Regions from separate parts of the Mus musculus genome. Here region 1 is linked to region 2. Evidence: chromatin contacts called from public Hi-C data. All regions are on one chromosome and are shown on one strand. The core of a region is the stretch at or near the end of the contact, and the rest is flanking DNA. Distances in the headings are between cores, read along the strand shown. Region 1 has its middle 30 kb from the start of A930005G22Rik. Region 2 holds the start of 4930401G09Rik (RIKEN cDNA 4930401G09 gene).

Evidence for each region. A called contact is a pair of places that touch in the nucleus more often than the background predicts.
Region 1: a contact with region 2 is called in a Hi-C map of nephron progenitors, with 2.1 times the contacts expected there. The contact joins the enhancer-like site here to the promoter of 4930401G09Rik in region 2. A contact is called at or near these places in 6 of 39 promoter capture datasets (embryonic stem cells, frontonasal cranial neural crest, maxillary cranial neural crest and 3 more), 1 of 15 datasets of contacts at CTCF or cohesin (embryonic stem cells), 8 of 484 Hi-C or Micro-C datasets (cerebral cortex, embryonic stem cells, forebrain and 2 more), 9 of 115 datasets of contacts at active chromatin or transcription factors (craniofacial prominence, embryonic forebrain, embryonic hindbrain and 4 more) and 3 of 9 other capture datasets (adipose tissue, liver and pancreatic islet).

The regions. Positions count from the first base shown.
Region 1 is chr5:115,397,248-115,400,995 of GRCm38.p6, reverse strand. It overlaps a transcript of Msi1 not described here. Among named protein-coding and RNA genes, the nearest start is that of A930005G22Rik, 30 kb to the left of the region's middle. Within about 2 kb of position 2,370, at least 104 of the 459 cell types and tissues checked have an H3K27ac peak or open chromatin away from gene starts, as enhancers often do. A contact at or near this core is called in cerebral cortex, embryonic forebrain, forebrain and 3 more, where this site is marked.
Region 2 is chr5:115,357,756-115,361,572 of GRCm38.p6, reverse strand. 4930401G09Rik (RIKEN cDNA 4930401G09 gene) reads left to right here and starts at 1,450. Exons shown (of 2, transcript NR_163911.1): 1 at 1,450-1,653; 2 at 2,441-2,873. It also overlaps a transcript of Msi1 not described here.

The DNA of each region.
Region 1 (3,748 bases), core at 1,121-3,620, 39 kb before region 2:
CCGTTTCGCTTTGGTGAAATAGATTGAAGTCCTTGTGGTGACTAGTACAGGTGCAGTCATAGCCGAACTGGGAAGGGCTGCGGGGCTGTAGTGCACACCTTTGATCCAGCAGGCAGAGAGGCAGGCAGATCTCTGAGCTTGAAGCCAGCCTAGGGTAAGCACACTGACACCCTGTCTCAAAAAGACAACAGCCCTGGGAAGAGCTCTAAGGCTAGGTAGGCGTCCCTCACCTGGAGAGTGGGAGAGCAAACAGTGGGACACAGGCAGGAAGCAAATACTGCTCAGCCAGTGGCAAAGGCGGCTCCAACCCACAGCAGGGAAAAAGCCTCAGATGTGGCTGTGTGAGGCAAAACAGCGAGACTCACGGTACAGACTGGACAATTCCATCCGATGATGTTCAAGAACATTTACTGAGAACTTGGGCACAGACGGCACGCTAGTGACTGCTCCCTGGGAAGGCAATGCCAATCAGTTCATGAGAAACTTCTGGTACAACGGGAACATTCTATATGCAGTCTCTCAGCAGTCCCCGTAGGTTAAAAACTTGCCAGCAAATTTATCCAAGTTTGGGACAAGAAAACAGACTCCACAGTTAAGAGTGCTTGCTGCTGTTCCAGGGACCCAAGTTCAATTCCCAGCATCTACACTAGACTATTCACAGCTGCCTATAGCTCCAGCTCCAGGGTATCTGATGTACTCTTCTGGCCTCTGTGAACTTGTCTAGGTCCTAGAGCATTTGTGTGAGCACACACACACATATGCATAAATGAAGAATACATCTTTTTTAAAAATCCATTCATGTTAACATATATATATATGTTACTATGTTATTGTTAATAAGCTAAATTAAAAAAATATTTCAGTCTAGCCAAATGTGGTAAGTATTCACCTTTAATCTACACACTCAGGAGGCACAGGCAGGAGGATCTCTGAGGTTAAAGTCCAGCCTAGTCTACATAGTGAGGCCTGGTCTCAATAACAGTCAAAACAATGATAATAATGACAGTTCCAGTTGTTGTTATATCCCTTCTATAATTTTAGCCCTTGGGAAGCTGAGGCAGGGTGATGGAGGATCATAGGCTACCCTGGGATACATTGTGAGATTTTTTTTTTTTAAGATTTATTTATAAGACAGGCATGATGGCACATGCCTTTAATCCCAGCACTTGGGAGGTAGAGGCAGGCAGATTTCTGAGTTCGAGGCCAGCCTGGTCTACAAAGTGAGTTTCAGGACAGCCAGGGCTATACAGAGAAACCCTGTCTCAAAAAAAACAAAAAAAATTTTTTTTTTTAAAATTTATTATTCTATGTAAGTACACTGTAGCTGTCTTCAGACACTCCAGAAAAAGGCATCCGATCTCATTACAGATGGTCGGATTGTCGTAAGCCACCATTTGGTTGCTGGGAATTGAACTCAGGACCTTCGGAAGAGCAGTCTTAACCTCTCTTAACTGCTGCGCCGTCTCACCAGCCCAAAAGTGAGAGATCTTGCCTCAAACAGCAACAGCCATTTTTTTTCCCCACTTAAACTTGGGAAATGGAAACATGAGGACCAGAAATTCAAAGACAGCCTTTGATATGACCATGTTAGTGCACAGCTTTTGATATGACCATGTTATTGCACGGAGCTTTGGCACGGGGGTGGAGGTGGGGGAAAGAGGGAGAAAGGGAGAGAGAAGGAAATGTTACATAGTAGTTCATATCTCAGGGTGTGGTTCAGCCCTAATATATAGAGTTCAGTCCCCAGCATAATAAAAAAAATTGAATTCAATTTAGTCTAGCTAAGTAATATTCGAAGGCCTGTGGTCCTAGCTCTTGGGAAACCCAGACAGGATGTTGAATTTGAAGCCAGCCCAGGCCACACTGTAGGTACCAGGCCAACCAGGGTTACAAGGAGTGGTCTGGCAGGGAGGGGGTGGGGGTGGGAGGTTGGGGGGGATGATGAGGGGGTTGGGGGGAGTGAAGGTGGAGTTCAGAGGGTGTGTGCCCAAGCGGTTAAACAAAAAGCAAGCTCATAAACAAAAATCCCACAGGATGATGGTAAATGTCGTCCTCCCTGTCTCCTGGGGTACCAAATAAGATCCGAGATACTTGAGTGAAGTTTGAATGTCAGACCAACAACACGTGGCATAAGCATCCCCTGTACAATATTTGGGACTTTTATTTTTTGCTTTTATTATCTGTCGTAAGCAGGAATTTAATCGGGCCTTCTCGATTTTCGCTCACTAAATCTGGCGATCGCCACCCTCCCGGGACCCCGCTCTGTCGCAAGCCCGTGCCCACCGCAGGGCGAACGCCCCGCGCCGCGCAGCGCCGCAGTCACGCCGGGGCCGCAGCCTGGCAACGCTGCCACAAAGGGAGCCCGGGAGGCGGAATCTTTCCACATGCCTGATCAATGGGGGCACGGAGACGGCGGCGCAAACAGGCCCGAGACAGCCGCACAAAGAGGAGGCCCCTCGGCCGCTCCCGCCTCGCATTGATCCCTCTCCTTTGTGGCTCGGACAACGGGAGAGGCGCCTCGTGGGGACTCGGTCTATTCTCATTAGGGGCGAAGGCCCTCGAGGACCCTTGGCCCCCAGCCCTTAGCAGCAATCCCTTCTAGAGCCTCTGAGACAAGGGTCTGGGGGTGGGGGTGGGGGTGTCCCGGGTCTATCTGGGGACAGGGTGGGGTCGAAAAGTGTCAATAGTACAAGTCACCCAGACCCCGCCCCCTGAGGACCCCCCAGTCCGCTCTAGCTAGCAGGTTTGCTCTGTCCCCCCTGGTTACTGGCAAGACCTCCTCGAATCGTCTACTTTTATTTATTGAGTAAATATTTATTGAACGTTTGCTCCAAGCTGTTCCCATTCCCTCCCACCCCAGAAGACCACTTGAACTAGCCAGTCCCTTCTGAAAGTATCACCTCTCTGGGAAAGCATCTTTGGCCCATCTCCCACCTCAGGTTGGACAGATTGGGCCCCACCCCCACCCCGGGGCCTTTTCTAGCTCCCTGCTCGCTTTTCAATCACAATAGGGGCAGCTAACAATTACCCAGCACTTACTTTGCCTATAGCTCCCAAGCATTTGACATGGCTGGCTCCTTTTTTTGGTTTGTTTTTAAGATGGGACTTCAGTGTGTATGTAGCCCAGGCTAGACCTAAAGTCTGTAGCCCAGGCTGGCTTAAAAATGGTAAGCTCCCTGCTCCAGGGTTCCTATAACTCATAAAACATCCCCCCCCCCCCAGATTTGGGCTGCTATGACCTCCATTTTTGAGCGACAGAAATGAAGGCTGGTATACTGGGGATTGGGGGTGTACAGGACCCAAAGCCACATAGCTAATAAGGGGCATATCTATTATAATTAGCTGGGCAGCTAATCCATCGGTCCATTTTTGTCTGTTTCTCCAACAGAGGCAGTGACCTTGGCATCCAACAAGACCAGGGTAGCTGTGAACTATTTCCTAATCTTAACAACTTAGGTTTAAGAACCAAACTGAGTTCCAGAGGCTGAGAAGATTTGCCTAGTAGGCTCTGGGTCTGGGTCTGTCCCCAGCACTAAAAGGGGGCCAGGGGAGGGGTTGAAATTGTTGCTGAGCCTGGAGTGGTGGCTCACACCTTTAATCCCAGCACTGGGGAGGCAGAGGCAGTTGGAGCTTTGTAAGTTTGAGGCCAGCCTGGTCTACACGGGGAGACCCTTTCCTCCTCAACTTGCTTTGCTTTTTTGGTCATGATATTTTATTGCAGCAATAGAAACCCTAGCTAACACACACA
Region 2 (3,817 bases), core at 201-2,700:
GCACAGGCGTGTGTGTATATGTGCGCGCGTGTAGGTAGAAGCCTGAGAATAACCTTGGGTATTGTTCTTTAAAGACTGGAGCTTTTTCTTTGGCAGGCCTGAATCTCACGAACCTCACCAACTAGGCTACAGTGGCTGTCGAGCCCTAGGAGTCCTCTGGTCTCATTTCCCAAGTGCTGGGATTTTCACTTTTCCTCCTTCTCTTTCTTTTTTTATTATATTATATTATTTTATTTTAATTTTCTCCACATGGGTTCTAGGAATTGAACCTGGGGTCTGAATGCTTGTAAGGCAAGCACTTTATTAGCTGAGCTACTGCCCAGATCCCTGACCTGCGGTTATTAAAGAAGACAGAGGGGTGAGGTGAGAGGTGAGTCATTGATTAAGGCACTAAACATGAAGCCTAAGCCGGGCGTGGTGGCGCACGCCTTTAATCCCAGCACTCCGGAGGCAGAGGCAGGCGGATTTCTGAGTTCAAGGCCAGCCTGGTCTACAAAGTGAGCTCCAGGACAGCCAGGGCTATACAGAGAAACCCTGTATCAAAAAACCAAAAAAAAAAAAAAAAAAAAAAAGAAAGAAAAAACAAAAAAAAAACCAAAAAACAAAAACAACAAAAACATGAAGCCTAAAAATCTTAGTTCAGTTCCCTAAGACCCACGTGGTGCGAGAGACAACCAACTCCTGAAAGCTGTCCTCTGATCTCCGCTTGCACTGACTACTGAACTCTCTTGCTTGCTCTCTCACTCTCTTGCTCTCTCGATTTCTTACCAGAGATGGTAAATAAAAGTTAGGAAAAAAACTAGGTGGAAGAGGAGGAAGAGGAAGAGGAGGAGGAAGAGGAGGAGGAGGAGGGAGAGACTCAGGAGGCTAGGGCAAAAGGGTGGGAATTTAAGGCCAGCCTGAGCTATATAGTGAGACCCTTACTTAAAAACAAACAGGGCTGGGGCGACTGCTCAGTGGTTAGAGCCCTGGCTGTTCTTCCAAAGGACCAGGGTTCAATCCCCAGCACCCGCATCGCAGCTCACAACTGCCTGCAACTCCACAGCATCCAACGCCCTCACACAGACACACACTTAGGCAGAACACCAGTTCCCGCGAAATAAAAACAAAGAAGTCATTAAAAAGAAAAGAACAACCAACCAACCAATGAAGCAGCAAACAAACCAAAAGCTGAGGAGGTGGCTCAGGGCCTGCAGCTCTGTTAGAGAACCCGAGTGAGTGAGTGTGTGTGTGTGTGTGTGTGTGTGTGTGTGTGTGTGTGTCCCTGCCCCCCACTTCAGACAACTCACCACCACCTGAAGATCAAAGGGAATACCAAGCAGGGCAGTAAATCAACTGTCAGGTGAGTTCTGAGTTATGCAGATTTTCAGGAAAGGTTCCTGCCTTCTGCTCTGTGCCCAGTTCCTGGGGGAGGGATGGGACTTTTCTTCGTATTTCTTATCTACTCCCACTCCTACAGGAAATGAGGATTCTCAGAGCTCTCTGACTGGATCTCCTGTAGCCCAGGCTGGCCTTGGTTTTGCTACGTAATGACCTTGAGCCCCTGATTCTCCTGCCCCCGCCTCCTGAATATTGGGATAACAGGCATTTATTACCACAGCTGTTTTTATCACAGTGCTAGGGACAGACAGAGCGCAGGCCTTGTGCAGTTAGGTAAGCACTTTGCTTTGTCCCAATTCCTTTCTCCTTTTCTTTTCTAACTTATTTATTTGTTTGATTGTTACTTAAAAATTTTTTTTTTTGCGGTGCTGGAGATTGAACCCAGGGCCTCAGGCATGCTAGGCAATTGCCAGACTGCTGAGCTACATCCCCAGCCTTCTTAATCGTAATTTGTCCATGTCTTGTTTTTGATACGGGTTCTTACCACGAAGCCCCAGCTGGCCCTGAGTTTGCAATGTCCTTTCTGCCTCTGTCTTCTATTGCTGCGTTTAAAAGTACATGCCTAGCGTTTATTTCCTGTTTTGAGACAGATCTTACCAAGTTGCCCACACTAGCCTGGCACTCAATCTACAGCCTGGAGCTGGCCTTGAACTTGTGATCTTTTTGTTCCAGAATATAGAGTCGTTGGAATAACAGGCCTGACTAGAATAACTGAAGACTCCCATCCCTCACGCACCCAGGGATTCACTATACATAGTGACAGACCCTGCTGGCTTCAAACTGACAGAGATTCTCCTGTCTCTGCCTCCCCAGTTCTGGGATGAAAGGCATGTGTTTTGGCCTGGAATTCTTCATTCTCCTGCCTTAGTTTCCCTGGTGCTGGGATAATGGGGGTGGGGGTGGGGGGAGCACCACCATGCCTACCTTGAAGATTTCTTGTACCAATGTGAGGAAGATGAGAAGCCTCAGAAGAAGGCCGGAAGAAAGAGCCCCCGGGGTTGAGCCGACCTCTCTCCCTGTATTCCTTTCTCAGGTTTCACCTCCCTCCATCTCCTTCCAGGAACCTGAGAGGAGACCAGCCACGTTGAAGGTCGAAGGCAGGACTTCCCTGGCCCAGGCTTTTGGGCGGCGCCCGCCTAGGAGGAGCCTGCCACCCACTGGGAGCGAGCGGTACTGCAGGTGCTGGACACCCACCCCCTACCCAGTCCTTTGACTGATTTAACTCTGCCCAAAGGGTTCTTGTCCTCATGTGACTTACAGTCTATGGAACTGACAAGAGCGACAGAAATCCCGGTAGCAGCTGAACAGCCTTGGATCTTTTTTTTTTTTGGATGGGAGGATTTTTTAAAACAACACAAATAGTATACATTCATAGCCAAATGTTTAAAAAGAAAAAAAGCCCAGATATAGCTTTCCTCAAACATGTGCATAGCAGCTACACAAACTGTAGGCAGCCTTTCCGTCTAAAAAATGTTTAAATACAATGTGGTAGGGACTCATTTAATGTATTTTCATAGACTTTTTTTTTTTTTTTTTTTTTTTTCGAGACAGGGTTTCTCTGTGTAGCCTTGGCTGTCCTGGAACTCACTCTGTAGACCAGGCTGGCCTTGAACTCAAAAATCCACCAGCCTCTGCCTTCCAAGTGCTGGAATTATAGGTGTGTGCCACCACTGCCCGGTGACCATATTTTTTACATCATTATTAATTTTATGTATATGAGTGTTTTGCCTACATGTACCATGTGCATTTCTGGTGCCCGTGGGGACCAGAAGAGCGTGTTGGATTCCCTGGAACTGGAATTATGTAAAGTTCTGACCCACTATCTGGGTTCTGGGCCCTTTATTATCCTCTGCCAGAGCAGAAAGTGATCTCCACCAGTGAGCAGCACCACAGCACTGCAAAACACATCCTCACATGCCTTAGATTCGATTTTCTTTGTGTGTGTGTTTTTTTTCGAGATAGGATTTCTCTGTATAGCCCTGGCTGTCCTGGAACTTACTCTGTAGACCAGGCTGGCCTCGAACTCAGAAATCCGCCTGCCTCTGCCTCCGGAGTGCTGGGAATAAAGGCATGTGTCACCACTGCCCAGCAGATTCGATTTTGTTTTCTTTCTGAGACAAGATCTCATGTAGATGAGACTAGCCGTGTAGCACGGGATGACCTTGCCTTTCGGACCATCCTAACTCCTGGAGTGCTGGGGTTGCTGCTGTTCACCTTGATGCCCAGGTATAGTAGGGACTTGGGGGCCAAAATCAGTGCTTCCTACATGACCAACAAACACTCAACCTGCTGAGCCACATCCCGGACCTGCCTCGTTTTTTCACTGAATGAAACTGCGGATGATCAATACTAGCTCAGTCAGAAGCCAGCCTGTGGCACAACATCTAATCCTAGCACTGGGGAAGCAAGAGGGATTGCATCTCAGCCTGGTCTACAT